Linked DNA regions of Hordeum vulgare: region 2 is linked to region 1. A link is a contact called in public Hi-C data. All regions are on one chromosome and are shown on one strand. The core of a region is the stretch at or near the end of the contact, and the rest is flanking DNA. Distances in the headings are between cores, read along the strand shown.

What was found. A called contact is a pair of places that touch in the nucleus more often than the background predicts.
Region 2: a contact with region 1 is called in a Hi-C map of seedling, with 3 times the contacts expected there. The contact joins the promoter of LOC123398175 here to the promoter of LOC123452614 in region 1. A contact is called at or near these places in 1 of 6 Hi-C or Micro-C datasets (seedling) and 1 of 1 datasets of contacts at active chromatin or transcription factors (embryo).

The regions. Positions count from the first base shown.
Region 1 is chr5H:385,093,748-385,097,094 of MorexV3_pseudomolecules_assembly, reverse strand. It overlaps LOC123452614 (lipid phosphate phosphatase 2), which reads left to right and starts at 2,013. Exons shown (of 9, transcript XM_045129301.1): 1 at 2,013-2,264; 2 at 2,478-2,640.
Region 2 is chr5H:385,731,755-385,735,193 of MorexV3_pseudomolecules_assembly, reverse strand. LOC123398175 (pathogenesis-related genes transcriptional activator PTI6-like) reads left to right here and starts at 1,907. Exons shown (of 5, transcript XM_045092671.1): 1 at 1,907-2,066; 2 at 2,526-2,703; 3 at 3,333-3,436.

The DNA.
Region 1 (3,347 bases), core at 764-3,263:
TTCCAACATGGGCATCCCGTCCATTCACCCTAGTGCGATGAACGAGAAGAGAACCGACATTCAAGTTGCCGCTTCGCGAGCCTAGGCGCCCGCTACTATTTGAAGGTCCCCGACCACGACACAAATTGCACCACCTCCAGGTCCCATCTCCATTCGTCTGAGCCACCATCACACCCTTCTTTCTTCTTCGACCTTTGAGACCAATGCTTGAGACCCGCCGTGAGTGGTGGAAGACCCTCTCACCGTGGCGTCACAACAAAATCACGACCGAGGTGGACGCACGGCGTCAACGGTGCGCGAACCGCATTACGACGGGAGATCCCTACAAGAAGCAGAGGTGTGCACGACGCACGAACCACTTGGATGTGGAAGACGTCGAAGGAGGAGCAAGCGAATGTGTCGCCTGCGAGACACACCCTACAACAGGGAGTTGCATACTACAACATTGTAATCGCAGAGGCGCAGCCGCCGGTCCCCATGTTTGAGATGCTACAAGAGGAGCAGCGGTCCAACCTGAGGCTCCTTGGGCACCACTGCTGTGCGGAGGTCCAGATCGCCGAGAAGAAGAAGAACAAGCGAAACATTGTAACGGGCGCTTTGCGATTCCCTGGGCAGCGCCTCCGCCATCCGCAAGGAATGGTGGCGGCTCCGCATCAATGAGGAGGCGAACGATCACACACGTTGCCGACATCGGCAACTCCGCGTTGTCTGCGTCGGGCCGCAAAGACCATGAGGTCGACCCATTCGGTTGAATCGTCTACCTCACCTTCATCGACATCTGGCTCTGAAGCAGGACGTGGGACACAAAGCTGCACAAGTCTGGAAAAGAGTAGACTAGGGACGACTTAACATTTGCTATATAAAAAATCCGCAATGTTAGAAAATGTCATCCACCTATGCCTACTCCTTCATTCAATTTTTTACAGGTACATAGCCCTATACCTTCACCTTCGTAGATGACCCTGTTTTGTTGGCTATGTTTATTTAAATAGTCACATGAAAAGGGGATCTTTTCTCACCTGAATACATTACTTAAAAAACAGTTAAATTCAAGAGTCGCTCTTTAAGTTTTTACCGATACAGTTTATAAAAGAAATATGATAAAAAATTAAACAAGTCGACCTCATTTACAAGGAAAGACGGACTGAAAACCGTACAAGTCAGAAGTGTAAAAAAGGAAGAAAGAGAAAAAACGCCCAAGACAAAGCATGTCTAGCTAACAAGCAGAAAAACCAACATAAAAAATACAAATAGATATAGAGTATCGTTAAAGAAAATACAATACCATGACTTTACAAAAAAAACCTAACGTACCACACTGATATGCATAGCGAACCCCACGGCCAACTCGAAGCACCCACAACCAACAAATGTAACTACACGAATTCTGAACGATTAGGGACCTTTGTTGGTTATGTGTGTCTTACGCTTTTCTTTTTCCCGACGTGAATCGGAAGAGGAAAGATAATAGACTCAAAATGGCTTCTCTTTTTCCCGAAGAAGAGAAGATAATAAAGTCCTGTTTGGTTTCAAATAAGTCACCAACTTATAAGTTGAAAAGTGCAAAAAGTGACTTATTTTACCAAATGAACCTAACTTATAAGTCACCCTAACTTATAAGTCATAAGTTGCTTCACCCAAACTTAAAACTTATAAGCCATCCACTTTTGTATGGGACCCATCATCTTTTTGGTTTTATAATATAAAACATGATGAAAAGATGTGGTCAGGTGACTTATAAGTTCTTCGCAAAAAAAAAAATGACTTATAAATCAGATGACAACCAAACAGACGTGGCTTATAAATCACCTCACTTATTGAAACCAAACAGGCCTTAATACGTTCAAAATGGCTAAGACCTGCGGCTGTGGTCGTTCTCGCATGGCGGCACGCACCCCATAGCAGCAGTCAACAAAGGTTGTCGCCTCGAGTATCTGGACGCCTCAACTCTCAAGCGTTTGGCTGTCCCCACAGCGCCCACCACAACGCTACCAGACGGTTTCATGTAGAGCAGGAGTAGATTCAAAATCATTTGAAAGCAAAATTCCCCACTCCACTTTTTTTTTGTTTCCTCTAAAGGACAAAGCAACCAATAATAATCCCCTCAGTCCCTCACCAACCCTCGTCTCTTCTTCTTTCCCAGCCCCGCAATCCATCCGTCGCGCGCCCAACCGTCGCCGGCGGCGCGGAGCACCGTCTTCTCCCCGGCATCCTCCAGGGCGGAGCGCTGGAGATCCGACTCCGCTCGACTCCTTCTCGCGTCGGTAAGGAACGCCATCTTGATTGCTGGATGAGTTTGGATATATTTTTGTTTTGTTTTGTTTTGTTCCGGAGTGTCGTATCCTTCCCTCGCTGCACCCGGGGGCAACCCACCCGAATCTCCTCCTTCTTTTCTTTTCCTTCTAATAAATTTCTCCCTCGCTGCGGGCGCCGCTGCTTCAGCAATCTTAGTCCACCTGCTCCATGGTTTTGGTTAGGTTCTTACTGTTCAGAGCGCACTATCGGTCCCTGCTAACCGCGTCGAACAAGATTTGGTGCGAAAAATATTGGTACGGCCGTCCGCCCCCCAGAGTCAAGTGGCAGTGGGCAAACAACTGCTCCACCGACGGACGATCTTTAAAGTGATACTACCAGCAACAGGTAGCTGCTCTAGGCCGTACCTATTCAATCTTTACTTCCAGTTGGCTTGAAAATTTCGACATCGAGCCAACCGTTTCCAGTGTTTAATGGTCAAGTGGTCGAATCAGCAGAAGGAGTTTTGGCTATTAGTTTCGAAGCTGGCCTGTTTCAGGACTAAAGTAAGGGTCGACATTATTTGTTCCGTGACTTGGGAGTTTTTGTTTCATTGAGGCTTCCACTGTTCTATTCAGCGATTGGCCCTGTTTTTTCGAGTTTCCGAGGTACATGCAGTGTGTTGATTGTCTGGATAACTCAACAGTTTGTTTGGTTCATTCATGATTCAGTTTACTCCTTGGGTTTGTCAGTTTCAACTAGTTGGATTTTCACCATAAACTCGTTTAGTTGTTTGGTCACAAGGAAAATTTCCAGGTTGTTCCGGTTTATTCGACCGCTTAGTACTTCAATCTTTGCAGTGTTTCATGTATGGCGATGCTGACAGTCAGATCTTCACAAATTCTATTTACAATTTTATCTCGTTACTTTATGGCTACTCCATAGTAAATTTGCATTCTTAAATCTTTTCTCAAGTGATGGAAGAAATAAAGCCAAAATTTACATTGATAGCAGAACACTGATGCTGGCTGTACCATCATTGTTATGTTCAAACCTTTGTGATTGCATATGAATATTCCAGCTCTGCTTAGGAACCCTATCATATTAGGATTGCA
Region 2 (3,439 bases), core at 658-3,157, 640 kb before region 1:
TTTGAGTTGCTGGAATAAGGTATCTATGTGCTGAAATACATCTACTTTGACCGAGGACGACTCAATCTAGTGTAGCAACATGACTGATGCTATGCGTAAGATTGCAAGTGCCATCAACAACACCTGTCATGCTGAAACATATCCTGACTTGTATAAGGTTGTCATGGACCTTATTATGTTTGACTAAAATGAGCCTTGGTTGTTTTAGATTATCTCACGGAACATAAGGCAAAAGGCCTTAACTTTTTGAAGACGAATGATGATGTCCGTCAAGCATATTTCAAGTGTATCTTGGAAACCAATCCCGATCTTCTTTGAGGAATTGATGTAAGATGTTACTTGTTGGGACTATCTCTTTTGTAGTGTCTATTATAACTTGAATTTCGAATGAGGCTATGTAATATGAATCTACTAACACACTCCTACGAATTCTGGTTTTATGTCTTATTATATTGTCGAGACATGTCCCAAAGGTGATTTATTATTGCTCCATTATATATTAATTGTTATTTTTTCATAATTATATCATCGAAATAATTTATCATTGCTCGGATTGTGTTGGAACAGTGATGTCTTATTTACTCGCATTATCAGTGAAGTGTTGTTATTGTAATGCCATCAAAAAATACATTTGGCATCATACCTCATATACAAACTATCAAACACAGTCTCAGTCCAACAAGTATGTTCGGGTGCAGTCTATCAAACAAAATCTCACCTCAACATGTTCCAGCACATACATTACTATCAAACAACAGCAATGCATTTATTCAGTATGTTTACGCTTAACATGTCTTAGGTGGAAATAACCATAGTAGTTAGGGAATGCAACCAAATGCACCCTACATGGAGGATAATGTGCACGAGCACAACTGGAGAGATCGATTTGCTACAACTATTAATGACCAAAACAAAACCAAAAATCACCTACAAAATTGAGTGACACTGCACATAAAAATAGCAAAGGTGTTAAAAAGTCATTTGCACCGCAGTCACGACATATTTCAATTAGAGGAATATTCGTGTGAGTTACTTTTCTTTTGAAAAACTTATGGTCTACTCATTTTTAATCATGGTAGCACATCGAATGCTAAAATTTGATGTTTTGACCCTTTTGTAAAATTTTAGGCGAATCTAACCCCTGTTTGAAAAGATTTGGGGATCTTATCCTTTTCTTACCGCCAGGATCGATGGCAGTAGGCCATACTAGCCTACCACCAAGGCACCTGGCGGTACGGGTGTACGTCCTACCGCAAAAAAAATATAAGTATGAGATACAGTGCATGTGCGCACCTATCGCCGGACACCTTGATGATAGGATTGCACATGCTATCGTCAGCCTTTGTGGTGGTAGAGAATGAAGCAAGTTAAAAGTCATGAAGCCGTCATCGCCCCTTCCTCTTCGGAGTCAAATAAAACTTATTGTGGTAAACAATTGGGAAGTTCATAAACAAAAAACAATAATACCTGCATTAGGCGCTCGATCCAAGTGCTTATGTGCACACTATACAAAATGTTTTACACATAGCCATCCATATACACAAGGCTTTACACAAAGCCAACACGTAAAAAAAAACATCTTTAATCCCAATGGTTTATTTGTTCTGACAAGACTTCTCAACTCCCACTCAACCCAGCTGGCAATAAGAGTCCTTTTAACCGAATCATGATTTTCAAATCATCAAAAACCATAATAATCATAGCAACCACAAATAAATATCCCCTAAAAAACAAATCAAAGCTCTAGCCCGTGTGCACGAGTGGTGTGCCCGAGCCAATTTGACCATCCGCCGGGGGACCCCACCTATAATTACTGCCCCCCGCAGTACCTCGTCACACGTTTCGCCCCTCCGCTCCGCTCGTCTCCTCTCCCTTCTCCTCGCTAAACCCCCTCCCCTCCCCACCCCAGAAATCAAGAAACCAGAGAGACCTCCACTCCCCCGCGCCACTCCGATCCCCTCCGCCCCCGCCACGAGCTGCCACAAAGCCCCCGCCCGATCCGCCGTCTCATTCCCCTCACCGCTTCCCCCGGGGATCGCAGTGGCATCCGCGGCTCCAGCAACCAAGTAAGCGGCAGCCGAATCCAATGCTCTCTCTCGCAAGATCGGTCCGGCTGCTCGCCTCCGTCGACGGCATGGATCGGTCTCCCGTCCTCCCCGATTTCTTTCCGAAAGTCCGGTCCTTTTGCGGTGATTCGTTCCTGGTTTGGTAATTGCGGGGATTTCGGTCCGGGTTGTTGCCGAGTTTTTTTCCCCCTCTCTTCGAGGATTTCTCCTCCTTTTTGGTGCCGATCTGGTCGTGCTCTTTCCGTAAATTCATAGGCACAAAATATGGAAACTCTTTTTATCCGATGATTGAAACATGGAAAAAATATATTTGTCCTGGGTGTTTCGTCCTTGCTGCTCCAGTCCTCCTTCTCTCGCCGGTTGATTTGCCTGCCATATAATCTCTCGTGTTTGTTCTTGTTATTTTTTTTCTTCCTTTGTTAATACTTTCCGTTCGTGGTGTTGGTGCGATGATCACAGAGTTGGAGTAGAGACCGCCAGCCAGCACGAGCGATCGCTCTTGATTTATGTCGCCTGCTCTGCTGCTCCATGGTTCTGAGCTCCCATCACCATCACCTCCTTCTGCTTTTTGCTCCCTTCTCCCACAAGCTCGGCAGAGGGGCGCCAGAACTCAGGATTATCGCTTCAAGATCTCCCGGTAAGCACGTCCGCTCAGTGCACTAGTTTCTGGTCTGGTCGCAACAACTGACGACAACAATGTCGAATCACTACTACCTGTTTCCCCTGGTCTAGTTTCTTGTATATTATTACTTGAAAGAGTCAGTATTATCACATCTTGTTATTCTTCAGAAGATGAACTCACAATAGAAAGTTCAGAGATCGTCTTATTTTAATCTTCCCTTAATATTAGTACTTTATTCCCACAAGAATAAACTGCAATAGTTTGTTCATCTAGTACTATATGTAGTACCCGTCCTGTTCTTGGTTTGCTCTGGATTAGCCATGATGAGTGTACCACCAAATGATGTGTTTTTTCTTGGTAACAAATTTGATCGATAGTTTTTTTTCTTCCAATTTAAACAGTTGTCTTGTCCTCGTTCTCATCCGGTCATCTTAATTATTGCTCCTTTAGCAAGTTTGTTCGTACGTGTGCTCCAATCTTGGACTGATTTCAAAGCTGACCTGCACAATAAATGGTGGCATTGCTTTATTTAGTCAAAAGATATGTACATGCATTCAAACATACGTTTCTCACAGCCGAGCCAGTTACAGCCATGTAAATTTGTACTGTAGTGATGAGCTGTGCTTTCTTGCTTGTGCCTCCAGATTTGGATTTGGGGTGAAGTACTCTGGATTTCTGCATTTAGACCAGTGCCCCGTGCACTTGAAGTAATAACGATACAAGAATCCCCCAAATCACGATAAGCTTGGTA